Linked DNA regions of Sus scrofa: regions 2 and 3 are each linked to region 1. Evidence: chromatin contacts called from public HiChIP or PLAC-seq data. All regions are on one chromosome and are shown on one strand. The core of a region is the stretch at or near the end of the contact, and the rest is flanking DNA. Distances in the headings are between cores, read along the strand shown.

What was found. HiChIP or PLAC-seq counts read pairs in DNA pulled down with a chosen protein or histone mark.
Region 2: a contact with region 1 is called in an H3K27ac HiChIP or PLAC-seq map of skeletal muscle. The contact joins two enhancer-like sites. A contact is called at or near these places in 2 of 2 datasets of contacts at active chromatin or transcription factors (alveolar macrophages and skeletal muscle).
Region 3: an H3K27ac HiChIP or PLAC-seq map of skeletal muscle shows a contact between it and region 1, with 5 times the contacts expected there. The contact joins two enhancer-like sites. A contact is called at or near these places in 16 of 47 Hi-C or Micro-C datasets (alveolar macrophages, embryonic fibroblasts, epiblast stem cells and 8 more) and 2 of 2 datasets of contacts at active chromatin or transcription factors (alveolar macrophages and skeletal muscle).

Annotation. Positions count from the first base shown.
Region 1 is chr10:41,316,356-41,321,205 of Sscrofa11.1, reverse strand. The region is part of intron 3 of SVIL (supervillin); the gene reads right to left. Among named protein-coding and RNA genes, the nearest start is that of SVIL, 140 kb to the right of the region's middle. Within about 2 kb of position 1,850, at least 28 of the 83 cell types and tissues checked have an H3K27ac peak or open chromatin away from gene starts, as enhancers often do. A contact at or near this core is called in skeletal muscle, where this site is marked.
Region 2 is chr10:41,027,124-41,031,526 of Sscrofa11.1, reverse strand. No RefSeq gene overlaps it. Among named protein-coding and RNA genes, the nearest start is that of JCAD, 120 kb to the right of the region's middle. Within about 2 kb of position 2,291, at least 12 of the 83 cell types and tissues checked have an H3K27ac peak or open chromatin away from gene starts, as enhancers often do. A contact at or near this core is called in skeletal muscle, where this site is marked.
Region 3 is chr10:41,008,124-41,012,563 of Sscrofa11.1, reverse strand. No RefSeq gene overlaps it. Among named protein-coding and RNA genes, the nearest start is that of JCAD, 100 kb to the right of the region's middle. Within about 2 kb of position 2,028, at least 1 of the 83 cell types and tissues checked has an H3K27ac peak or open chromatin away from gene starts, as enhancers often do. A contact at or near this core is called in skeletal muscle, where this site is marked.

The DNA.
Region 1 (4,850 bases), core at 601-3,100:
GGAAGGGGCGGGGAAGGAATGACTGGGAACCTTTTACTCTGCGTCAGGAGCCATAACTGCTTTGTTTTAATAACATGAGATGTCTGGACAGAAATTTCAGTATCAACAAGTGCTGTTTTTCCCAGTTTCTCGTTACCACATCAAGCTTTGGAAAACACCCAAAAGAGAAAAGATGGATTCAGCTTCAAAGGTTCAGTCGAGGGAGTTCCTTCCCATTGTGGCTCAGCAGAAGCGAACCCGACTGGTATCCATGAGGATGCGAGTTCAATCCCTGGTCTCACTCAGTGAGTTAAGGATCCAGTGTTGTCATGAGCTGTGGTGTAGGTCACAGACACAGCTCAGATCCCGCATTGCTGTGGCTCTGGTGTAGGCTGGTGGCTACAGCTCCGATTAGACCCCTAGCCTGGGAACCTCCATATGCCACAAGTGTGGTCCTGAAAAGCAAAAAAAAAAAAAAAATCAATCAAGTAGCTATTTCCCTTGGGTGCAAAGCTGTGGCTCTTATCCAACCCTACTCCTTCAACCTTACTGTCAAAGAGAACAGAGAGGAGTAAGGAATGTCATTTTGGAAGAGAAATGTACAGGGAGAGGTCATTCTAGAGCACGTTCCGTCTAACCTGCATCGCGACATCATCTGTCCACTTGTGACAGCCCTCAAACCCGGGTCCCCCGGCTCCTAGGACTGTTCTTTGTGCTGTCCCACATTACTGCCCAGCGATGGTTCTCCACGTATGACCTCACCCCCTAGAAAGGCTTCACTATAAAACTCGATCAAGTCTCTATATGGACATGGAGAATAGACTTGCAGTTGCCAAACGGGAGTGGATGGGGGGTGGGGTGGACAGGAAGTTTGCGGTTTGCAGATGCAAACTATCATATATAGAATGGATCAACCACAAGGTCCTACTGTACAGCCCAGGGAACTATATTCAGTATCGTGAGATAAAACAAAATTGAAAAAGGATGTGCGTGTGTGTACACACACACACACACCTCTCCATATCTGAGTCACTTTGCCGTACAGTAGAAATTATCACATCGTAAATCAACCACACTTTAAAAAAAGGGGGGGAGGGGGAGTTCCCACTGTTCTACCAAAGGTTTGGAATTCAGCGGCAGCAGCTCAGGTCCCTGCAGAGCCATGGGTTTGATCCCCGGCCTGGGCGGTGGCTTACATGCCTCTGGCATTGCTGCACCTGTGGAATAGGTTGCAGCTGTAGCTTGGATTCAATCTCGGGAACTTTCAGATGCTGAGGGTGTGGCCACTGAAAAATAAGGGATTCTGCGTCTCGAAAACATCCTGGACTAAATGGAAAAGAGTCAGCAGTTCCTGATTAAGTCCATAATAATAAGTCCTGATACAGGACTTGACAGCACAGGTTACACAGTGAGCAGAGCCCTAGGAAAATACATGAGCTATGCCCCTCTGTTCTTTGGGATGTCACCTCCCACTTTCCACCCAGTGACTGCCAAGGACAATGCATATTCAAGCACCACAGGGCACTCGAATTAATTGAGCGGTACTAGGCCACCTCTCCAGGGTTTGGGCTCCAGGCTCCTTACAGAATGCAAGCCCATGGCCACCCTCTCTGCTGGCCTGTCCCCAGGCGCCAGCCTTCTCAGCCTGCCTGCTGGTCTGCCTAATAAGGCCATGTGCAAGCTGACTGGCTGGCTGGCTTCTGGGTCACCTACTGTTCACCGTACAAACTGGGGGGGCTCGCGAGCAAAGCCAGAGCCTACCTTTTGGCAGACAAAGGGTTAGCTGCTGCCAAAGCTCTTAAAAGGCTGCACAGTTGGGCCATTGACATAATAATAGAAACCTCCTCCAGCTGAGCCTGCCAGACTCCAGCCTGGGGATCAGCTTTCTGGGTTAAAGGAACTTCACTTGGGCTGTGGCCTGGAGCAAGAGGCCATACAAGGGAAAGTTCTTTGCTCCAGGCCCTTCCAGGCTCCGACAAAGACCGCACACCATCAGTCTGTGGAGCAGCCTATTCAGCCTGCACCCTGACTCCTCCAGAGGCCCCCACTTCAAAAATAGCAACAGACCCTCTCCAGAGAGATTGCATGTCCTGGGTCCTTAAAGGAGAGTCACTGGGTCAGGTGCCGGAACAACCTTTTTTATTTTTTAGGTTTTTTTTTCTTTTAGGGCCGCTAGGGGTCAAATCAGAGCCACAGCTGCTGGCCTCCGCCACAGCCACAGCAACTGGGGATCTGGGCTGTGTCTGCAACCTACACTGCAGCTCACGGCCACGCCAGATCTTTAACCCATTGAGTGTGGCTAGGGATCGAACTCACGTCCTCGTAGATTCTAGTCAGGTTCTTAACCCGCTGAGCCACAATGGAAACTCCAGCTTTTGTGATTTATTCCCATTATTTAAGGCCCAGTGAGAGGGCCCAGGAGCACTATTAGTCCCTTCATCCTTCCACTGTCAACCTTGTGGCTCTCTGATTCTGGTGTTTTTTTTTTTTTTTTTTTTTTTTTTGGTCTTTTTAGGGCTGCACCCACGGCATATGGAGGTTCCCAGGCTAGGGGTCCAATCAGAGCTACAGCTGCTGGCCTACACCACAACAACGCAGGATCTGAGCCACATCTGCAACCTAAACCACAGCTCATGGCAATGCTGGAGCCTTAACCCAATGAGTGAGGCTAGGGATCGAACCTGCATCCTCATGGATGCTAGCTGGGTTTGTTAACTGCTGAGCCACAATGGGAACTCTGCTCTTTGATTCTGAATTAGCCCTTCCACCAAGGACATGGCCAGGAAAAGCAAAGGCGAGAGAGGCTTAGCTCCTGGTCATGAGCTCTGTCCACTAAGACTCCTGGAGGCACAAGCCTGGATGGCCTGAACCATCCTGCAAAAAGTTCAGAGGTCAAACCTCAGGACATTCGGAATTACAAACTAAAGATACAAAAGCAGGAAAAAAAATGAGTAAATTAATTTCTCAAATATTCAGCAGTGATGACTGAGCCTGTCTTGTTTATTCCAATGAAATGCAATGTCATAAAAGAAAATTCCTTAATAGAAAAACTAAAAATTATAGGAAAAAAAAAATTCCTCCCTTCTAGTCCCTGTGACCCCCTCCTAACGACAGAGATAGGACCGAATTACCCTCCCCCTGGGCATTTCTAGCTTAAGCGGGGCTGTCTAACAAGATTCCACACAAGAGATCTATTCATAGACTTGATTATGTTAGACGAGCAAGTGACACTTGGTTTGGAAGGTATATATTTAGTCGAGAGCCATTTAGCAGAACTAGAACCACTGTACACACTCCTGCCCCTGGAAATTAAAACTGTGCCAATTACATCAGCAGATGATGGATTTTTATCAGATTTTTTTTCCCCTTCAGAAGAGGAAAGAATGGGAGTTCCCACTGCGGCTCAGCGGGTAAAGAACCCAACTGGTATCCATGAGGGCTCCGGTTTAAGCCCTGGCCAGGCTCGGTGGGTTAAGGATCAAGCATTCCTGTGAGTTGTGGTGTAGATTGAAAACCTGGCTTGGATCTGGCGTTACTGTGGCTGTGGCCTAGGCTCTGATTTGACCTCTAGCCAGGGAACTTATACACCATGGGTGCAGCCCTAATAAGAAAAGTAAATAAATAAAAGAAGAGAAAAGAATGTTTTCAATATGTATGTTACATCTTTTTCACTATTAGACTACATGTGCTATTTGATTAGGGGGGCAGACAGTGATTTTAAAGTGATTAAGCATTAAATCTTCATTTGCTACCTTTTAATAGAACACATTATTTTCAAGCACATTATCAGGCTATTTTTATGGGAATATTTTTAACCCAGGCACATGTTTACCCTGTGTTCAGCTTAAAAGAGGCTGCTAGAGCTTTAAACCTCCTCCTGCAGGACTGATTTAACCTAGTCCCAGTTCTCAACATCTAGAAGCATTAACTCAAGTACTAACCTTTCTTTTAAGTCATTAAAACCGGATTCTTTAATTGCACGATGTCTCCCCCTAGTGGCAGAAAGGAGTGGATGCACTTTCCCAAGTCAATTTTACAACCACCACTCAGAAAAGCAAAGCAAAGCCTGAAGTCAGGACAAATTTGTTTACAGCAGCTTTAAAATCTCTAAGATATGTAAGAACTTAAATGTTAGCAGATTATTTCATTCAATTGCTCGGAAACTATGCATTGAGTGACCTATAGACCAAGTCCATTTCTGGTGCTGGGCAAAAAGCATCAGTGAGAACATTCCATTCTAAGCAATAAACAGCTCATACAAAGGTATGGCATCATGTCCCACACGCCCAGTGGCCTTTTATTTTAATGTATGTGAAATATATGTTATGTGATCTAAATACCAAATACTCTGAAATGCTAGTGGTTTGGTATTGCTGGCACAACTCCTAGACTGTCACTGTCACTTGCCTCTATCTTCCCTGCCCCACAAGCAGACCCAGAGCCTTTCACCTGTATCCTCACCAAGTACCTGCTGAACAAAATGACCATGGGCTGTCTGTACCCATGCCATCCCAACTTTTTTTTTTCGTATTAGGGCCACACCCATGGAATATGGAAGTTCCCAGGCTAGGCGTCAAATTGGAGCTGCAGCTGCTAGCCCACACCACAGCGACAGCAACGTGGGATCTAAGGCTCATCTGTGACCTACACCACAGTCATGGCAAAATGGGATCCTTAATGCACTGAGTGAAGCCAGGGATTAAATCCACATCCTCAAGGACAGCAGTCAGGTCCTTAACCTACTGAGCCACAACAGGAACTCCACAACTAACAAGGCTTTCTGATCAGCTACATGAAAGGGCTCTCGCTGTTTTCAGTTGTGCATATTCTCCACGAAAATATTGAGAGCTTTAAGACTGAGGCAGTCTCAC
Region 2 (4,403 bases), core at 1,042-3,541, 290 kb after region 1:
CAAATTCTTTTCTTTTTTTCTTTTTTTAGGGCTGCACTTAAGGCATATGGAAGTCCCCAGGCCAGGGGTCGAATGGGAGCTGCAGCTGCCAGCCTACACCACGACCACAGCAATACGGGATCTGAGCTCTGTCTGAGAACTATCCCACAGCTCATGGCAATGCCAGATCCTTAACCCACCGAGTGAGGCTAGGGATCGAACCCTCATTCTCATGGATACTAGTTGGCTTCGTTTCTGCTGAGCCACAATGGGAACTTCTATGTGGAATCTAATTTTTAAAATGATACAGATGAACTTATTTACAAAATAGAAATGTCTTGCTTTGCAAACACTATGGCAGTTTGGGCGAACCTGCAGCTCGCATTCTTTTGCCTGGGAAGGGCTTACTGACTGTCAACCTTCCAAGGAGCATGACTCTGTAGGGGCATGTAGAATTAAGTCGTGTTCCTAGAATAGGGCAGCAAAATCCCTCTGTTGAGCAAAAGTCACCGTGCTGAGGTGAAGGAGTTTTTTGGCGTGGGACAGAATGTTCCAGCACAAGCATAGCTATGCCGGAGCCCTGATTATGAAAGGCAGAAGAGCTTGGTTCTTACCTACAATGCTCAGTAAAAGACTGCCCCGAAAGCCACCTGATGGAGTCAGGGGGTCCACACCCCAAGTTTTCATTGCTAACTGTCAGTCTGAGGAATCTTCTTGTGAGCAAACCAGGAACCCACCTGATGGAGGCCAGTCGAGCCAGCCCAAGAAAGAAGCCTGGCTTCTGCCACCCGGGTTGCCCCACCGAGGGGACACCAGCTGTTGCCACCTCGTCCGTGCCCAGGAGGCGGCCAGCATGATTCACGGGCCTATTTGAGGGAGGTGACCTGAGCCCGTGTTTCACAAGGCCCTCGAGGGGAACAGCCTGCCCTCTCTGCTTCTTCCTCCTGCGGCTGCAGCCTGAGCAATGTCAAAGCCATCGTCACGGAGACACTAGGTCGGGTTTTTAACCCACTGAGCCACAACGTCAGCTCCCCTAGTGGGTTTTCTGTGCACTGATTTCTCTCCAGTTGGAAGACAGTAGCTTTCCCCTCCTGGGAAATTCTACGTGCAGAACTGCTGTTTAGGTTTCTCGGGTTGGGCCAAAGGAAACCAGCCCAGGCAGCTCTGGGAACAGTAGACGGGGTCTGAATGGGCTGGGCTTGGTCTGGCTTTGATGAGGTGTGAGGAACACAATTCCACTGGCCACCATGTGGCCGCCAGAGTGGGAGCTTTCCAAAAGAAGCGTCTGTTCACAGTTCCTCGCCCCTGGCTGTTTTTGATTTGTTTTTTAAGCTTAACATTTATCTATTTATTACTGTTTTTATTTTTTTGCCTTTTCTTTTTCTTTCTTTTTTTTTTTTTTTTTTCTTTTTTTTGGTCTTTCTAGGGCTGCACCCACGGCATATGGAGGTTCCCAGGCTAGAGGTCAAATCAGAACTGCAGCCGCCGGCCTATACCACAGCCACAGCAACACAGGATCCAAGCCTGTCTGCGAGCTACACCACAGCTCACGGCAATGCCAGATCCTTAACCCGCTGAGCAAGGCCAGGGATCAAGCGCCCATCCTCATGGATGCTGACCTGGGTCGTTAACCACGGAGCCACGACGGGAACTCCTGTTTTAATTTTTATGGTCGCACCACGGCATATGGAAGGTCCTGGGCCAGGGATCCAACCTGTGCCTCCCGCAGCAGCCCCAGCTGCAGTCAGGTTCTTAACCTGCTGCGCCACAGTGGGAAATCCACCTCTGGCTGTTTGGAGGGTCAACCTGAGAGGTTCTTCTGGGCTAATGATCCTCTTCCTCTGGCGCTGGTAGAAGGAATCCAGGCACCACGCGGGCCAAAGGAATGTGGGTGTTTCTCATCTGAGCTGGATTTGGACATGGGGTCCACGAATCTTGGAAAAAATCCCTCAGAAAATGCATCCCAGGTCTGTTAGCCGCAGTCTGTTCCCTGTTCAGGTACCTTGGCCGAGAGTCACTCCCTGCCTCCATCACATTTAAATCACAAACTCCTCCTTAGACCTGGAAACAAAACAAAACATGGACTGTGGCCACCGTGGCTTGTTCTCTGAATTGTCCAAACGGTCCAAGAAAAAAAATGGGGGTACATTTGACAGATTCCTCTTGCCTCCCAGACAGATTGTGATTCACTGGGAAAATGTTCCCTGTGGTTTTTAGAGCAGTTTCAAGCAACAGCCCTATGCCTGGGGCTAGAAGACCAGTTTCTAAATGACCCGTAATAAACCTTGTTGCTGGGCAGAGTTTCCCTTATGAAATTTGAGACCTCAGCTAGTTCCAGGTTCAAGCAGAGCAAAGCACATCGGCTGATCTCACCAAAATCTCTCCTAGACCTTTGACCTTTGTTTATGAAGCATACTATTAAGCCTTTGCCCCACTCGTGAAATGCACTCACCCCTGCCCCCTCCATGAAACGTTGTTCTGCAGAAAAACTCGGCTGAAGTGTATGTCCAGTTTAAGATATGGAGATAGAATATTTGACATGGTTTGTGGTTTTCGCTTTCTTTCCTTCTTACTTACTTTCTTTCTTTTTAGGGCCAAACATGTGGCATATGGAGATTCTGAGGCTAGGGGTTGAATCAGAGCCGTAGCTGCTGGCCTACACCACAGCCAAAGCAATGCAGGATCTGGGCTTGTCTGTGACCTACACCACAGCTCATGGCAATGCCAGATCCTTAGCCCACTGAGCGAGGCCAGGGATTGAACCCAGATCCTCATGGATACTGGTTGGGTTTGTTAATGCTGAGCCATAACGGGAACTCCATAAGATTGATATTAACGGAAACACATCACTATATCTTTTTTTTTTTTTTTTTTTTTTTTTTTTTGCCTTTTTGTCTTTTTAGGGCCACACCTGCGGCACATGGAGGTTCCCAGGCTAGGAGTCTGATCGGAGCTATAGTTGCCGGCCACAGCCACAGCCACAGCAACACCAGATCTGAGCCATGTCTGAGATCTACACCACAGCTCACAGCAACGCCGGATCCTTAATCCACTGAGCGAAGCCAGGGATTGAACCCGCAACCTCATGGTTCTTAGTCGGATTTGTTTCCCCTGCACCACAATGGGAACTCCACATTTCACGATATCTTAATACTACATCTCAACTCTCAGCCCCTTCCAAATTTTTTTCTCATTCATCTCCCAGATATGACATCTTTATCAATTTCTTCCCTGAGGGGCTGGGAAGTGCCATCCTTCCGCCTGCAGAGATAAGTAAACTGAGGTTCTGTGGATCTTGTTTGTTTTCTGGAGCACGGAAGTCTATTGGCTTAGGTTTATATGCTGAAGTTTCATCAGCCCTTGGTCTGCTTGCTATAGCATGATGGCCTTTTCTTTTCCTTCTTTCTCTTAGAAATGTGGGTCTGAAGCCCCCCTTTCCTGAGTACTGTTAGCAGATGAACATACTGAAAGGTGATGAGTGCAAAGGAACTTGGCCACCAGCCAATCGGTATATCAAAAGGATGAGCATGTAAGAGATGAGACCTGTGTGGCTTTTCCCATCGCTGAGGTCGCAGTGAGTTTGTGGTGCAGGAACAAAGCCTCGCCTTCTGTGGCCCTTTGTGTAGAGAGTACGAATCGGGGCTGTGACTCTGTTTTCCAGGAGCGGATCGGAACCCCATCTAGACGAATGCTGGGTCACAAACCCTCGGTGGGTGCGGCCAAGTCCTGGGACTCTGCAGCTGTGTCTGCTCTCGGGTGACAGACAGGGCGCCGCTGGAGGGCCAGCGGGCATCCTGGGACTCGGGCTCGGTCCCTCAGGCCTCTTTGTCTCCTCCTTTCGCTGAGATCCTGGGAATGAGGCGTGGTGGCCCAAGAGAAACCAGAGCCTCCAGATTCCTTTTTACAAACCTTTGTCCACTTTATTTAAAACATAGGCAGAGCGTGGACAGGCTGTTCAGCCCTGATCTAACATTATCCTCCACGCAGCTATCTGTCACCAGCCCATCAAATTCCTGAGAAACCAGCTACCCGTAGAATATTTGCCTCAATTCCGTCCATGGTGATCAAGACCATAGTATACATTTTTAGAGGGGACAGCCAAACACTTGTCTTTAATAGGAATAATTATTATATTTATAATTATCTATATATAATTATAATAAATTATAACCATACAGTAAGTATATATGTATAATTATAATAAATTATAATTATTTAAGTATGTATTTATAATAAATTATAATATAAATAACTTCTAAATATACATTTCATATTACAATAAATTAATAATAAATATAATATAATTGAAATATAATACATAAATTCATACAAATTCATATTATAATAAATAGGAGTATGTTATATTCAGTGGTGGTATGGTGTGTATATATAAATACCTATATGTATTTATATTCAACTGTTGT
Region 3 (4,440 bases), core at 779-3,278, 310 kb after region 1:
ATCTATTGGCCTGTGATGCTGTCTCTGAAACCTCCCCACTGCCTCCTTTGATAGGATGGAGGACGAGAGGCCCTGCTGCTCCCTCCCTCAGCCCCTCACACCAGCTTCTCTACCCCTTGGCTCAGGTTGCAGAATGAATAGGATGCAGGTGTCCCTATTCAGAGTCTGCTTACTAAGCAGAATGAAAGGGGAGAAGCAAAGTTCAGCCCCACATGTGCAAGGAAGCAAATGGCTCTCCAGGGGAGAGAGAAAATCCCAGCAGCCAGCATTTGTGAAGGCAGGGCTGTGTGCTGGGGGAATATTTCATTCAAATGAGCTCAGGAGGCAGCAAGGGGGTGGGATTAATATACGATTCCCCTCAAATTGTGAATCTAAGGAAACCAAGAGAGGTGAATCCTTTTCCATCCCTGTTAGGATCCCCCCAAAGAACAGGACTTTTCATTTCCCTTTGTGCATCTATCTCTATTAATTAATAACTGGAAACATGCCAACCTCTCAAGTGTCTTACTCACATCTGGGCTGAGCAGGTGAAATTGCTCAGGGTTCTCCTGCCCTTGGACAATGTCAAGCTTGTAACTCATACAAGTCTCACAAACTGACCCTATGCGGATCAGGATGCAAAGAAGTAGGAAGGGCACATGTCACCGAGGTAGTGGTTCTAGTATCTGAAAGCACGAGTTGGGAGAATTCTTTTAGATAAGCCCATAGATGAAGAGTGTCCTACTTGGATTTAGAGGGACGTGAATTTTCCACCCACCAATGACATCCCATGCTCTGTGCCTCCCTGTACACTGTTCCTTTGTGTAGCAGCTTCTGTCATCATTTCTCCTGGAGAGCACTTGCTCACCATCCAAAATGCTTCCCAAACACTCTGCTCCTCTGAGAAGCCTCCCTGGGCCTCCCCAAGCATCAAACCATTTCATCGTCCTTGATTCCAAATCCACGTATTTATAGATCCCTCTACTCTGCTACTCTAGAATCTGCTCACTGCACTGAAATGACTGAAATTCTCTCTGCGTGTCTCTCTGTCTCTGTCTCTGCCTCTCTGAAGACATGGATGTCTCTGGCCTGGGGGACTAACTGTGTATTTGGCCCACAGCTAGTCATCAATGGGTATTTGTTGAACGAATGAAGGGTGAACCACCAGATACATCAGAAGGCCATGTGGGATTGCAGAGCTGGGACATCGAAAGAAAGAACTCATTAATCCATCAGCTTAGCAGGTCAGGTGGCTGTCTCCTGGCACAGAGCAAAGGCCTGAAAAAAAAAAATGAGATGATGTCAGAGGGAAGGGATTTTAGGCCTGACCTGGATTATGCTTGGAAGGCACACCTTAGCAGGAACCCTGGATGGCCAGGACCCAGTGCCAGCAAAATGTGCCAAAGCCCAGACCATTCCCAGATCCATTTTATCAGCTACTTTTCCAATAGAACCTTCCTTTAGGGCGATGCTCTCCAATAGGAATATGATACTGACAGGAACATGATAAGATTTCCTAGTACTGACATTTAAAAAGTAGCAAGAAATGGGTGTACTTAATTCTCAATGGATCTTATTTGATGCAGTTTTTTCTAGAATACTATTTTCATGTGTGATCAATGTAAACATCATAAATGGGACATTTTGGACTCTATTTCATACTAATTCTTTGAGGTCACAGATGTGGTTTGGATCCTGTGTGGCTGTGGCTGTGGCTGTGGTGTAGGCCGGCAGCTACACCTCCAATTCGACTCCTAGTCTGGGAGCTTCCATATGCTGAAGGTGTGGCCCTAAGAAGAGAGAAAGAAAGAAAGAAAGAAAGAAAGAAAGAAAGAAAGAAAGAAAGAAAGAAAGAAAGAAAGAAAGAAAGAAAGAAAGAAAGAAAGAAAGAAAGAAAAAGAAGAAAGAAAGTTAGTTATGCATCTTAAAAGCTGTGAAGGGGAACTGCCAAATTGTCCTCCAATTTATAGTCTCACCAGCTGTGTATGAGAGTATCGGTTTCCCCCAGAAATAACTCTGGATATTGTCAGTTGCAGTTTTTGGTTAGCAGAGCAATTTTAAGTCATCACCAGGCATTTTTCCCTTCCCTCAAGGAGAGGCAGAGGGGGAGGTTGTGTGTATGGCTATAAAAGATCAGGTATTTTAACTTGTAGATCCATAAAGGAGTCCCCCTGCATCCCCACATACCCCCCATATCACTTCCACAAAGAATACGTTGGTGAAGTGTTTTTTTAACCTATGAGTTTACTTAATGAGTCAATCTCTATATTGTGGGGGGGGGGGGGGAATTGCTGCTGCACTCGAAGCACATGGAGGTTCCCATGCTAGGGGTCTAATTGGAGCTACAGCTGCCAGTCTATGCCTCAGCCACAGCAATGCCAGATCCAAGCTGCATCTTCGACCTACACCACAGCTCACAGCAACGCCGGATCCTTAACCCACTGAGCAAGGCCGGGGATTGAACCTGCATCTTCATGGCTCCTAGTCGGATTTGTTTCTGCTGCACCACAATGGAAACTCTGAATGAGTCAGTCTCTTAAATTGAGGCAGCGCATGCCTCATAGCCAAGTGTGTAGAGGACCCTATGCTTAAGAGCACAGCCTGGCATGTGTTATGTATGTAATACCTCTGTAGCCACTGCCAGATCTAGACCAGGTGCATTTCCAGAACCCCAGAAATTCCACACTTACTAGCTCTCTCCCCATAGTAAGCCCCCTCTTGACTTCTGCCACTATTGATTAACTTTGCCTGTTGTTGAACTTCCTACAAATGAAATTGTGAAATATGTCCTCTTTGGGTCTGGGATCTATCATGTAATGTTGTTTGTGAGATTCATTCATGTTGTCACAGGATACAGTGTGTTCCTTTTCATCTTACATCAGGTGTGTTATTTTTCGTTGTATGCATAGGCTATAATGTAGTTATCAGTGTTGTTTCTAGCTTGGGGCTGTTTTTCCACATGTCTTTAGCTGGATATATTGAGAATATACCGAAGAGTGGAATGACTGGGTCACAGGCTTCGTGAGTGTTCACTTCTTTTTTTTTTTTTTTTTTTTTTTTGCTTTTTAGGGCCACACTCACAGCATATGGAGGTTCCCAGGCTAGGGGTTGAATCAGAGCTACAGCTGCTGGCCTTCACCACAGCCACAGCAATGCAGGATCCAAGCCCAGTCTGCAACCTACACCACAGCTCATGGCAACAACAGATCCTTGACCGGCTGACTGAAACTTCCAGAGATGGAAACTGTGTCCTCAGAGATACTAGTTGGATTTGTTTCCCCTTTGCCAAAATGGGAACCCTTAAAATCTTTATGATAGTCAACCTTCCAAAGTAGGAACATAAGAATATTTATTTAAGTTTTCTTGAATTTCTCTAAATATTTTACAGTTGTCAGTGTAGAGTTACTGAGCACCTTTGGTTCCTAGATATTTGCCTTTTAATCCTATGTAAATGACATTTTAAATTGAATTTTCTAATTTTTAGTTGCTATAATGACAATTGCATTTTTTAAAATTGACCTTGAATCCATGAAAGATTCACTTTTTTTTTGGTCTTTTCTCGGCATATGGAGGTTCCCAGGCTAGGTGTCTAATCAGAGCTGTAGCTGCCAGCCTACGCCACAGCCACAGCAATTCAGAATCTGAGCTGCATCTGAGACCTACACCACAGCTCACGGCAATGCTGGATCATTAACCCACCAAGCGAGGTCAGGGATCGAACCCGAAACCTCATGATTCCTAGTGGGATTTGTTAACCACTGAGCCACGATGGGAACTCCCAGATTCACTTATTAATTCCCACAGTTTAATGTCTTTGTTCAAAACTGTAGCACCTGTCAGTAGTCACAGCATTATTTCTTATACATTTGCTATTCATTTATCCGTTTATTTTTCTTGCCTTATTGCACTAGATGGGACCTCTAGCACCAGACAGAATAAAAGTGGTGAATCTTCTTTCCAGAAAGGATTCATGTGTGTTTCATAATCTCTCTGTGTTATGCTTGATCTCCTTGAACTTTCCACGCGTTCCTTGACTTTGGACCAAACCCTGTGTGAGGACAGGGATCTATCATTCCCCAAACACCATGCCTGGGGGAAGAGATGGCCATCCAGCCAAAGGTCTGGGTTACCTGGGAGGAGAGAGGAAGCATTTCTCACTGATGGCAGGTTAGAATTTCCCTAGAAACACTTGGGATGCTCCTGGTTGGAGGCTGAGGTGGGGGGTAGGGCAGTGAGAAGGCCAAAAATGGCCAGACTGACATTTTTCCTACCTCCCTGGAGAATTTCTAAAGGAATCATCTTCCCAACCTCTTCCTCTTCCATCTCTGACAGTCACTTGGAGCTCACTGCATTAACCAAAGGCCAATGGAAAATAACAGAGAAAAACAAAAAACAAAAAACCTGGGTCTTTGGTCCAATACCCTGTTGGGTTGGACACAGGAACAAAATCAGCCCTCCTAC